2 separate regions of the Mus musculus genome follow, and region 2 is linked to region 1. A link is a contact called in public Hi-C data. All regions are on one chromosome and are shown on one strand. The core of a region is the stretch at or near the end of the contact, and the rest is flanking DNA. Distances in the headings are between cores, read along the strand shown. Region 1 has its middle 56 kb from the start of Syt2. Region 2 holds the start of Ptpn7 (protein tyrosine phosphatase, non-receptor type 7).

Region 1 (6,033 bases), core at 818-3,317:
CTCTGTCCCAGGCACTGTGGGTGTGGCACAGCAGACAACAGTCCTGTCGAGGTTCCATTTAGCCAAGAATGATCTTGATGGACCTTCTGCCTTCTGCCTTTGACCTTCTGAGTGCTAGCGTCTCGAGCATGGGCTCCCCCACCTGGTTTATACAGTGCTAGGACTGTTTCGTACATGCTAGGCAAACATTCTACCAACAGAGCTCCATTCTCTGCCCCCAAGCCCTGCTCTTCTGGATTCTGCATCCCAGCGGACCTTAGCGAGTTATTTAGCTGCTTTATCAGTTCTCACAGTTTATTCCACACTACCTATGGCTTTGTTGTCTGCTGTTTTGAGGCAGGATTTTGCTAGATAGCCCAGGCTGGCCTTAAACCCACTCAGGCTGGTTGGTCTCCAACTCATTATCCTCCTGCCTCAGCCTCCTCAGTACAGGGATTAGAGGTGTGTGCCACCACTTGACTATTACCTGTTTTTGGTTTGTTTGTTTGTTTTTGTTTTTCGAGACAGGGTTTCTCTGGGAAGCTCTGGCTGCCCTGGCATTTGCTCTGTAGTCCAGGCTGGCCCTTAGCTCAGAGATTTGCCTGCTTCTGCTTCCCTAGTGCTGGGATTACAGGTGTGAGCCATCACTGCCTCGATAGCTATTACATTTTCACAGTCTGTTGTGTGCCATGCTAGGTGATGAGCAATCAAAGGGGAATGAGACAGACCTGGCTCCTATGCCTGTGCTCACTCAGTGCCATACGGGTGAAGATGTCATTACAGAGAACTCATGGCAACTGTGACAAAAGCCATGTAAGAGCCTGCAAATAGTGCCTTGAACAGGTCTAGTGGGTTTTTTTGTTTGTTTGTTTTGTTTTGTTTTTAGATTTATTTATTTATTTATTATATGTAAGTACACTGTAGCTGTCTTCAGACACACCAGAAGAGGGCATCAGATCTCATTACAGATGGTTGTGAGCCACCATGTGGTTGCTGGGATTTGAACTCAGGGCCTTCAGAAGGGCAGTCGGTGCTCTTAACCACTGAGCAATCTCTCCAGCCCAGGTCTCGTGTTTTAATGCTTGCAGGGTGTATGTGTAAATACTATTAATACTGTTGTCACGGTAGTCCTTAGCTCCCTGTGTGAGCATCCACACATACAACTGGTTGGTTATTCACCATCTGCTCTGCCGGAAAGCCAGGCCAGGAAACGGAGATTTAGCCCTGGACTCTGTTGGCATCCAGGAGGCCTGTGGTAAATGACATAGTTTAAGTGGAGAAATGCCACATAACATTTCCCCCCTCCCCCCATAGGCAGTATAGTGACTATGGGCAGATTGCCTGGGTGTTATCCTGGTTCTGACTCTAGGCAAATTGTTAATCAAATCTTATTTTCAGTCATCCCGTGTGTAGAATGGAGCTTACCTGTCCCCAAAGTAGGGTGTTTGGGGGACGATGAAGTGAATGCGTGCCTGTATGTTCTGGAACAGTGCAGGGTGAGAGCTGTGTGAGCGAGTAATTTTTAACCACGTTTGTCTGTCCTTGTCCACAACAGAGTAGCCGCCCATTCCAGTGCCTCCAACTTCCAGCCAGTTCTGTTTGATGCCCAATGAGCCGTTTCTTGCCAGAGCTTAATTTCTGGGAAGGACCTGTCCCAGCCATCCTTCATTTCCATGTCTGGAACAGGCAGTTCGAAGAGGTTACTGGGGCGACAGATGACCAGTCCTGAGGGGCTGTGGGGAGCATTCGGCTGCCAGCCCCAAGAGTAAATTCCAGGCCAGGCTCCCCGGATGCATCTCAAGCAAGGACTGCTGGAAGCTTCCTCCCTGGGTGGTCTCCAGGCTGGGCACAGTGCCCTGCTGCTGAGGTCCTGGATTCTGGATGCCCTCCTAGCCCTTCCTTGCCACATAGGAAGCAGGGGGTGAGTTGTACCCAGTATGCGTTTTCCAAGTAGCTCCCAGGTATTTATCCGGGGCCTCAAGATTGCAGTTGTAGAAATAGCAGTTGTACGAGAGAAGGCAGAGCCTGGGCGGGTCATGCATGGGTGGCGGCAGAACTCAGCCCCACCCATATCCTGCTTGTATAACTCCTGCCCTCCATCTTGGCACAGCTGTCACTGGCCCTGTCTTACAATAAAAAAGCAGGGCTCTCTCCTCTACTTTCTGTTTGGAGGGACTAAGAAACTCTCTGAAAGACACAAGGCAGGAAATATCCCAGAACACCTAGGGACCCATAACACAAGAGAAACATTCATGATAGCCAATGTAGGGTGATGCTTCCAGAGCCCGGGTGGGCTGCTTGCCAACACCAGCTTCCTCAGTCCTTGGAGCCTGCCTCCTTTCTCTCTGCCCCCCTGAACAGAACTGAAGGGCCAAAGCACTCAGCACTGGGCAGCCTGGGCCCCTTGGAGTCAGGGAGGCTCCCTTCTGGCGTTTGCAAGGGCAGGTTCCTCTGAGCAGGGCAGGGAGTCCTCAGCCATGGAGAACCCTGTCTGGGCGGCCTATAATTGGGCTGATGTGGTGGCTCAGGAGCGGCAATTAGGGAATACTGCAATTAGAGGTGGAATTTTCCCATTACCACTCCCTGCCTCTTAATAGTGAGTGCAGGTGGTTGTGACTGTGAGCAAGGCACAAGGGAGATGGGGGAGATGGGAAATAGAAATGGGGTTTACTCTGAGGGTGGGGTGGGCTTGTGTGGGAGCAGCTTAACCCTTTCCATGCTTTCATACGTGGACTAGCCAGTGGGTGATCTGGTGGTGAGGCAAAGTTGGGGCAAGGGGGCCTTGGGTGTGTTAACCGTAACCAACTGAGGCAGGACCACTCAGGGATTCATATGTACATGTGTGTGTGTGTGTGTGTGTGTGTTTCCACGTAGGGTATTACTTTATAGTCCAGGCTGGTCTGAAACTTGCAGAATAGCCCAGGACGGTCTTAAACTGGGCATTCCTGTTACTTAGCCTCTTAGTATTAGGATAACAGGTATGAACCATTGCTGGGCTTTAAAAAATTATATTATTTTTTGCTGGGCACTTCTTTAATCTCAGTACTTACACAGCAGAGGCATGTGGATCTATGTGAGTTTGAAGCCAGCCAGGCCTACATAATGAGTTCCAGGCAAGCCAGGGCTACATAGTGAGGCCCTACCTAAAAAAAATAAAATGTCTATTTTAACTGACACAGAATGATTGTGTATATTTACTCGGTAGAGTGTAGCATGCATATATATATATAATATATGTAAATATATGTATATACATGTGTGTGTGTATCCTACAATGTGCGATGCTCAGATAAAGACCCTTAGCCCTTAGCACATCACTTGTCTCAGTCTTTATTATTATTATTATTATTATTACTATTTTTTGTCTATGTTACCTGGGTCCTCCAGACGGCCCCTGGAAAATTTAAGAAAAAAACAGCTTTCCACTCTGGTCTGAATTGATGGTCCAGATGTATGGGGCCTCTGTTTTCTGCTTTGAAAACTGGGGAAGTTTTAATGAATTTGTTGGAGAAGAAGTTCTTTGTAAAATGGATCTTACCTTTTCCTGCCCCAACACAGCTTGTTGGAGCAGAGAAGAGCTTTGGAGGCAGCTGTGAGGCCCCTGAGGAGGGCACCTGACAAGGGTCTTAGAAGTCCTCACTCACCTCTCCTTTGTGTCATTTGGGGACAACATATCTTAAAAACACATAGTCCTTCGTCTCTCTCTTCTTCGGGCCTGACTTGCCACATTCACAGTCAACCATGGATCCTTTTGCACCTCATAGCTGGAGCGGTCACAGGCCCGGTGAGAGACTCATCAGATGGCAGGAGAGATGGAGACTTGGAGGAGGGAGCCATCATCCAGTCACAGAGAAGGCATGGAGGAAGCTGCGTAAAAACCTATCAGGGCTGGAATCCAACATCACCACTGGAATCCAGAGAAGTTAGACTCCTGCTCAGGGGCAGGAGCTGGGGATTGTGCGCACAGGCAGTGTGGAGTTAATTGGTGGGGGAGGGCTCCCTCTCCCAGCCGTAGTCTCCTGTGAGGAGAAAAAGCATCCCTTTAATAAGGCCGCCCCGGTTCCAAATCAATCCTGGCATTGCAGGAGGCAAGGGGGAAACACAGCCACGAAATTGGATTAGCTCTTTGATGCCGGGAACCATGCTGGCTATGGTGGGAGGCGGAGAATGGAAGACCAAAGCTGCCCTTGAGGTCTGAGGCTGTCTGGGATACCTGGATGCCATTCCACCTCATCCTCTGCTGGTGGAGGAGCAGCAGTGTGTCCAGGGGGAGGAGCCAAAGCTTTAGCTACTGCCAGGCTGGGAGATGTCCCTGGAGTAGGAGTGATGGGAAAGAGGTAGAGGGACACTTGTCCCCACCCAGCTGTGTCCCACAGCTGCACATCTGAGGGTCCTGCACAAAGGGAACACACACGTGGCCAGGAATCGGGGTTGGGGGGGTGCTGTCTGTGTGTTCACAAGCAAGTTAAACTTCTGAAGCCTCAGAGGCCCCCTTGGAGAACAGAGCTAATCACACAGGGCTTGCCGCACCCAGGATGACTATACAAGGGGACATGATAGCAGTTCTCAAAGTATGCTCCCTGCGGGAAGTTCCCAACAGGTTTTTAGAAGGTACCTTAAGGTCAGGGCAGTTACAACAGTAGCATCAAAGTGTTCAGCATGTTCACAGGAGACAGCTTTAATGCTGACAGTGGTGGATGGAGATACTGAGACCTCATGTGAGTCAAGGCCACAGTGCCAAACTGTCCAGGTCATTGTATTCTTTGCCATGCCTGCTAAACAAATAATCACAGAAGGGGGACTTTGGTGAAGCTGTCAAAATCCCACTGATCCCACTGAGCCTGGACCCTGGAATGAATGAATGAATGAATGAATGAATCTTTTAAAATATTTTCTAAAGTGAAATGAGTAGAAAGCACTTCTGTTGTCCACTGTGATGGGACTGGAAGCCCAAATGCCTGGGCATCTGTTTGAGTTACAAGCTGAACTAGCCACTTTCTTCATGGGCCGACGTTTTCAACTTGAGAAAATGATTGACAACTACAGTCATTTGGAGTGAGTGCTGAGTAGCCATTTGTACAAAAAACAAAAACAAACAAACAAAAACCAGAAAACCAAACCAAAGCAGCAGCAACAACAACAACAAAAACCCGAAGAGATTGAGTCTGTAATTTCAAGAAAAACACCCAACATGTCAGTTACCAATGGTGCAAATCAAGCCTTCAAGCAAAAATAGAATTTTGGAAATCTACTGTCATGAAAAAGGCTTTTCGGGTCAGATCAGTGGGAATTTTACAGATAATTGGTTAATATTAGTGAAGTTTTCAATATTTGGAAGATCTGTCTTTCATGATAAATATGAAGCACTAAGTTCTAGAGTTTAGAACCATCCTTAATCTTCCATCGAGTGCAAGGTTGCTGATTCCATATTACAGTGACCCTAGAAACCATGACATGGTAAATTTTGTTGTCATATCAGGGAATATCCATAGTGATTTGAAAGCCTCAGGTGTGGTGGTACATACCCACAATCTCAGCACTTGGGAGGTGGAGGCAGGAAGATTGGGAGTTCAGGAACTCTATAAGAAAAATAAAATAAAATAGGACTAACAAATTGGCTCTGTGCATGAAGGTGCTCGCCACCAGGATTGATGACTTGAGTTTGATCTCCGGGCCCCCATAGTGGAAGGAGAGAACCAACCTCCGAAAGCTCTCCTTTGTCTTCCACCCATAAAGCTCCCCTGCCAATAAATACAAGTAAATAAATACTCAGCTTTTATTGTTTTCTTCTCTTCCTTCCTTCCTTTCTCCTTCTCTTCCCTTTTCCCTTCCCTTTCCCCTTCCCCTTCCCCTTCCCTTCCCCTTTCCCTTTCCCTTTCCCTTTCCCTTTCCCTTTCCCTTTCCCTTTCCCTTTCCCTTTCCCTTTCCCTTTCCCTTTCCCTTTCCCTTTCCCTTTCCCTTTCCCTTTCCCTCCCCTTCCCTTCCCTTCCCTATGGTAGATTGAACACAATCTGAGATAGGAGATTCCAGTTCTTTCCAAACCAGACATTAAAA
Region 2 (5,855 bases), core at 2,153-4,652, 480 kb after region 1:
CCCCACACTAAAGGAAGATAATTACCAGGCAGAAGAGAACAAGTCGCCCCCTCTGCCTCCCACAAACTGGGGAAGGTCACCAGGAAAGGGAGAAGGTCCAGTTTCTCCTGAGCGGGCTGGGAGAGCTCAGCAAGGGACTGGAGGGGACAGCCACTAATGTGCTGGGGGTGGGGGTGTATAAGCCAGCATCAATGACAGCAGTGGGAAGGACATAAAGGGCCCCTGGGGGGGAAGGGCCATTGTGGGGCAGGTGTCCATCCCTCTGGCCCTGGACTTGGGAGAAAGGGAGGGAATCCCCTTCAGCTTGAAGTCATTGTGCCGGGGCACTGAGCCCAGCAGCGGGTACAGCGGGGCTACTTCCTGGCACTCTAGGAAAGGTAAGCATAGTTCCATGCTGAGCTGTGCAATTGGTCCTCTGCACCAGTGACAAGGGGTATGGGAAAGTCCGAACACCTGCGGGCACCAAAAAGATAGCAGGAGGAAAACTGGGTCAGGAAGGGGCACCTGGGACAGCTGTCACGGAGGTACAGCCTGGGGCACGCTGGGGTGCCTCGGCCTTTGTGCCACGGCTTCACCCTGCCTCCTTGGGTGTCTTCCTGGCTCCTCCTTGGTGAACTCTGTCTCCCCCACACTACCAAGGACAAGCCTAGGCTTGCAGGGATGAGAAGGAAGAGCTGCCTCAGTATTTGAGGGGGATGGAGGCAGTCAGGAACAGCCACCTCCCATCCTGGGACTTCTCATCCTGTCTGTATCCACCCAGAGCATCCCAGAATGTTACAGGGTGACAGCTTTAGCCTTTGGGGACTGGCAGCTATCTGGTTCCCCAAGAGCTGCAGTGCACAAGGACTTCTGGGAACTTCAGCAGCACTAGCTATGGGAGTTGTGGCTCCTGGCCCCTGGGATGGAAGTGGAGAGAAGAAGCCCGGTATCAAGGGGAGAGAGGCAGGGAGGGAGAAATCTTAGGCTAGCCATAGGACCACAGGTGAGGCTCCAGGTGGGAGTCTTGCTCCTCTCCACCCCTGGCCAGGGTCTAGGCATGACCGCCATTCTCTGCGCATTTTGAAATGAGGAACTTTGCCCATGCCGGGCTGCTGGGAGTGACTCCTAGACTCTCTCCACTGCCTGAGTGGAACTTCCCAAAAAAAAAAAAAAAAAAAAAAAAAAGATGATGGCTGACTGGAAAAAGGAAGGGGAAGAAGGAAGAGCCTAGACAGACAGACAGACAGACTCAGCCTCCCTTCCACTTCCACCACCAGGTGAGGCTCCCTAGCTCTCAGTTCCAGACTTTCCAAGTGCTGGGGCTGTGGACAAAGTACTTCACAGGGCTCTGTCTTCCTGACAAGAAGGGAGGGAGGGAGGGAGGGAGGGAGGGAGGGAGGGAGGGAGGGAGGGAGGGAGGGAGGGAGGGAGGGAGGGAGGGAGGGAGGGAGGGAGGGAGGGAGGGAGGGAAGGAGGAGGCTGGTGGGGAACCTGAGACTCAGGGAACTTGGCCAAGGTCACATGACCACTAAGTGTCTGCTTGCTCACTAGGCTTCCAAACAGGACTTTACATTCTCTAAAGTGGACAGTACTGGATCCTAATTCCCAGTCAGAAAGACCAATCCCCCCAACCCACCGCCCCCCAGGGATGGGAAGAACAGATAGAAGAGGCAGGAAAGTGAGAAGCCATCTAGAGACCTGGACAGAGCCTCAGAGTCTTGTTTCCTGCCTTGATTGACCCTTTTGCCCCACCAACTTCCTTCCCCATCTCCCAGCCTCCTTTGCTCTTTACCCAAGAGCTCATCTTCCAACTTCTAGAACCCCACCGGGTCCTCACTGTGAGGGTCAAGAGGTGTGCTCACAGCCAGCAGGCTAACACTGTGAACTGAGGATGCTAGGCAGACCGGTGGGGGAGGGCTTTGCCTACTTCCTTCTCCCCGCCCCTGTGGTATCCTCACTTCCTTTTCTTGATCCTAATCAACAGCTGGCCCCAGGGCGGGTGGCTCTCTTTCCACTCTGCTCCCACTCCCTCCACTATCTGCCAGGGCAGACGCTCCTGTGGGGAGGTCCAGGCAGAGCCCAGTCTCCCTGTCCCTGTGCTCGGGTGTGCAGGGATTCCCAGGCTCCTGCTGCTGTCATCTCATCCTGGCATCAGGGCCAACCACTTCCCAACTCCACTGAGCTTCCCCCTCAGGAAATCCCACCTAGTCCTCTCAGGAGAGCAGGCACAGAGAAAAGGGAGCCAGAACCAACCAACCAGCCATGGAGAGGCTGGGAGAACCACCCTCTGACTTACAGCCAAGAACAAAGACAGGTGCCCCAAGCCCTAGGACTTCAAAGGCTCTTCCTGGTCCTCCCCTCCTCCCCGTGGGCCAGAGAAGGGCAGCCCCTCCCCCCCCCTCAGGTGCCATCCCTGTGCTTACTGCACAGCAGCTCTTTTTCGGTGTCACCCGTTTGACAGTTGAATCGGAGAAGTGGGAGGAAGAGAGAGAGGATGTGGAATTCAAGCAGTGGGGCCCAGGAACGCTTTGGGGAACATTACAGAGTGAAGGAGTCTTGCAAGCAAGCATGAACCACGAACCAGTTGGGCTGAGGGCCAGCGAATGGCCTAGCAAAGCCAGGCGGGGGTAGGGGGTGTGTGGAGTTCTAGACTTGGGGACTGCTCCCTTTCCACACCCCAAGCATCCAAGTGGCCCCCTGGTGAAGAGGACCTGGGAAGTCTCTGATGTGAGGGTCACAGCCTTCACCTATCTGTAAGTCTTCAGAGGAGATACAGGGTTCTAAGACACTCCCAGAGGGGTAGTCTGAGGGGCTGCTATGGAAGCCACCCCAGAGTCCTCTCCAGTTAAGCTCTGATACTTGTTCTCTGGTGACAAGCCTATGTCTGCAGGCTGAGGGGCCAGGGAGTTGGAAAGAAGCTTTCCTGCCTAGCCCTGGCCTCTCCTTCCTGTACAGAGCAAGGACTCCTGCCTCCTCTTCCCTGCCACCCCCTATGGCACCTCTGTGACACATCTGCTCTGTTTGGGGGTCTGGGTTTGGCCCTGAATTCCCAGGCTTTGAAGCAACAAAGCTTACAGGGGCAGAAGCTGAGAAGTGGAAATAAGTCTCTAGCCAAGGTCACAACCAGAAGAGCAGCAGAAGGTTCCCCATGGCTATCAAGGAAGAGGTGGGGGTGGGGGACAGCACTTGATGAGGACCCAGAGGAGGAGGCCCGAGGTGGTCAGGGAAGGCCTCATCTCTCGCCGCTTCCCAGAGCCTTGGCATCCAGTGAGGGTGGCGGGACAGCAGCCGCTTGCTCTTAGAGGGCACAGGAAGGATGCACCCGACCCCTGGTGGCAGCTTGTGGCAGGCACAGAAGGGCAGCCCGCAGTTGGGTGTGCGTGGGTGGAAGCCAGGAGGGGCGGAGGGAGGAAGCTGGCTTCCTGAAACCTCTCAGTCCTCAAAGATAGACGGACTGACAGACAGCTGGCAAGAGGCAGCCTGGGGGACATAGCTTCTTCAGTAAGTACTTGAAGTGAGTACAGACATCCTATGGCCCTGGGGTGGGATGGGGGGCTCCAAGGATGGGTTGAAGAAGCATTGAGTTTGGGGCTCCCATGCCTGGCCAGGGCATGAGAAGTGACATATCTGGTGTCCCTGTGACTGGAGGGCTAAGAAGCCACACAGAGTGCCAGGAGAGGAGAGGCTAAAGGCCCCTTCCTGTTGTGGGCAAGTACTGTCCCAGCCACACCTGCATGGGCCCACACTGCTCCCAAAGCTCTGTCCCCATGGGTTAGCGACTCTAACCCCACCACCACGTCACCCATGCCTTAGCTCTGAGAGACAGGGGCTGCCCCCAAAAGGTGATGCCCTCATCACCTCTATGCCCCCTCTCTCTTGTACCCCCAGCTGTAGCCTCACCATGCGCTGGCGCTCTAGGGTTTGATGAGGCCATTTCCTGTGACGGTTGCAGAGGCGGGAGACTGGGGGATGGGAAGGAGGAGGGAGGAAACACCCCTGGGCTACCGCCCTAGACAGAGACCCCAGGAGCCACAACTGATCTTGGAGTGGAACTGCCGACAATGAGAAGACCCTTCTAGAAGTTGGAGCGTGCCTGGATCCCTGACTGGATCCAGTGCTTCTCAAGGCCTCCATTTCTCATTATAGAGAAGCCTGCTAGCTGGCTAGACTCAGAGAGCTGTATGCTTTCTCCCTTTCCTTCTGTGTGGTTAGCAGGCTGTTGGCCTCATGCAGACCCCAGCTTAGAGCCCTGTGGACTTGGGTATCCTCTCTCTTCCTCCTTCTGGATTCCTTCCTATCTTCCCCATACCTGTATTCTCTCTAGTACCTTCCTTCTACTCTAACCCCTAACTGTCCTCTATCCTGCATCCCAACAGAGAGCTGTTGGGCCGCTTGCTTGAGGGAATAGCTGGCTGGCCTGGACTAGAAGCCTTCTTCTAGCTAATGAGGCCTTCGCGGGACCTTGTCTTTCAGGCATGCCTCATGGCTGAATGAGCCTCCCTTGGGCCCAGCAACCTACCCCAGCATGGTCCAGGCCTGTGAGGGGCGCTCCAGAGCACAGCTGCCGACCTTGTCTTTGGGGGCAGACATGACTCAGCCTCCACCCACCAAAGCTCCAGCCAAGAAGCATGTGCGGCTGCAGGAGAGGTGAGATCTTTCACAGGGAGGATCTTCCTAGGCCTGGATCACCGTCCCTTCCCTTCCTTCTTTCCTGTCCAGTTCTAACAACTGAATCCACAAGGCCTGGAAAAACCAAACCAAATAATGCTCATTTGAAGGTTGCTCGCCCATTCCTTGTATGGCAGAGGCACCAAGTTTCTCGTCATCCCTGGTCTGTCTGCTCTCTAAGTTTCAAGTTGTGATGAACAGTCTCTGGGACAAAGCTAGGGGCCTCTGTGGAGTTGGGTGTGCATTGGAGCCTCTGTGTTGGCTTGAGAGTAGGAGAGAGAGACAGCAGGAAGGAGCAGAAGAGCTGCAGGCTGCTCTGTTCTTATCTGATAAAGGAAAAGGGGAACGCAGTAGGGGCCTGACCCTTGAGTGCCCTGGGCCTCTAGGTCAAGACAAAGACTCAGCAGATCCTCCCCAGACAGAGCCCACAAGGAGCTTGAAAGCGAGGCAGATGCTCTGAGATGCTCACTGGGCAATGGTTGGCTGTGCTTGCAGAAGGGGCTCCAGTGTGGCTCTGATGCTGGATGTACAGTCTCTGGGCACGGTTGAACCCATCTGCTCAGTGAACACACCCCGGGAAGTCACCCTACACTTCCTGCGCACGGCTGGACACCCCCTTACACGCTGGACGCTACAGCACCAACCTCCCAGCCCCAAGCAGCTAGAGGAGGAATTCTTGGTAAGGAATCCTGGGGTCCTCTCCACATCACTTTACACTTCCATATCAGACCATCCTGGATTCCTTGGGCCTCTCTTCTCCTTGGGGTGTAGGAGAGAGGTTGTCCCCATCCTTGCTCTTCCTCTCTGTGTGCAGAGGATGGAATGGAAGAAAAGGAGGCTGGGAAGTGGGGGAACAGAGATTAACTCATTTATCCTCCCCCAACAGAAGATTCCCTCAAACTTTGTCAACCCTGAAGACCTGGATATCCCTGGCCACGCCTCCAAAGACCGCTACAAGACCATCTTGCCAAGTAAGGAGCACGGTGGGACTGAGGGGGTTGGTGTCCCTGAGGGTGAAGAACTCAAGAAGGCAAGATATACATATGGCCTGGGAGCCAGGCATAATGATGTATGACTATAATAATCCTCGCTCTTGGAGGTTGGGGTAGAGGATCAGGAATTAAAGGCCGGTTTCAGCTATATAGCAAGTTCTAGGCTAGCTTGGTTTATATGAGACCTTCACAAAAACAAGCAACAATAACAAAAAG

The links. Hi-C and Micro-C count contacts between places; a contact is called where the count stands out from the background.
Region 2: a Hi-C map of cortical neurons shows a contact between it and region 1. The contact joins the promoter of Ptpn7 here to the enhancer-like site in region 1. A contact is called at or near these places in 3 of 39 promoter capture datasets (embryonic stem cells, hippocampal neurons and liver), 7 of 484 Hi-C or Micro-C datasets (cortical neurons, embryonic stem cells, palatal mesenchyme and 1 more) and 8 of 115 datasets of contacts at active chromatin or transcription factors (embryonic forebrain, embryonic midbrain, embryonic stem cells and 4 more).

What each region holds. Positions count from the first base shown.
Region 1 is chr1:134,649,799-134,655,831 of GRCm38.p6, forward strand. It overlaps a transcript of Syt2 not described here. Among named protein-coding and RNA genes, the nearest start is that of Syt2, 56 kb to the right of the region's middle. Within about 2 kb of position 2,068, at least 72 of the 459 cell types and tissues checked have an H3K27ac peak or open chromatin away from gene starts, as enhancers often do. A contact at or near this core is called in pro-B cells, where this site is marked.
Region 2 is chr1:135,129,298-135,135,152 of GRCm38.p6, forward strand. Ptpn7 (protein tyrosine phosphatase, non-receptor type 7) reads left to right here and starts at 3,403. Exons shown (of 10, transcript NM_177081.4): 1 at 3,403-3,493; 2 at 4,453-4,626; 3 at 5,143-5,326; 4 at 5,534-5,618. The coding sequence starts at 4,505. It also overlaps the pseudogene Ptprv.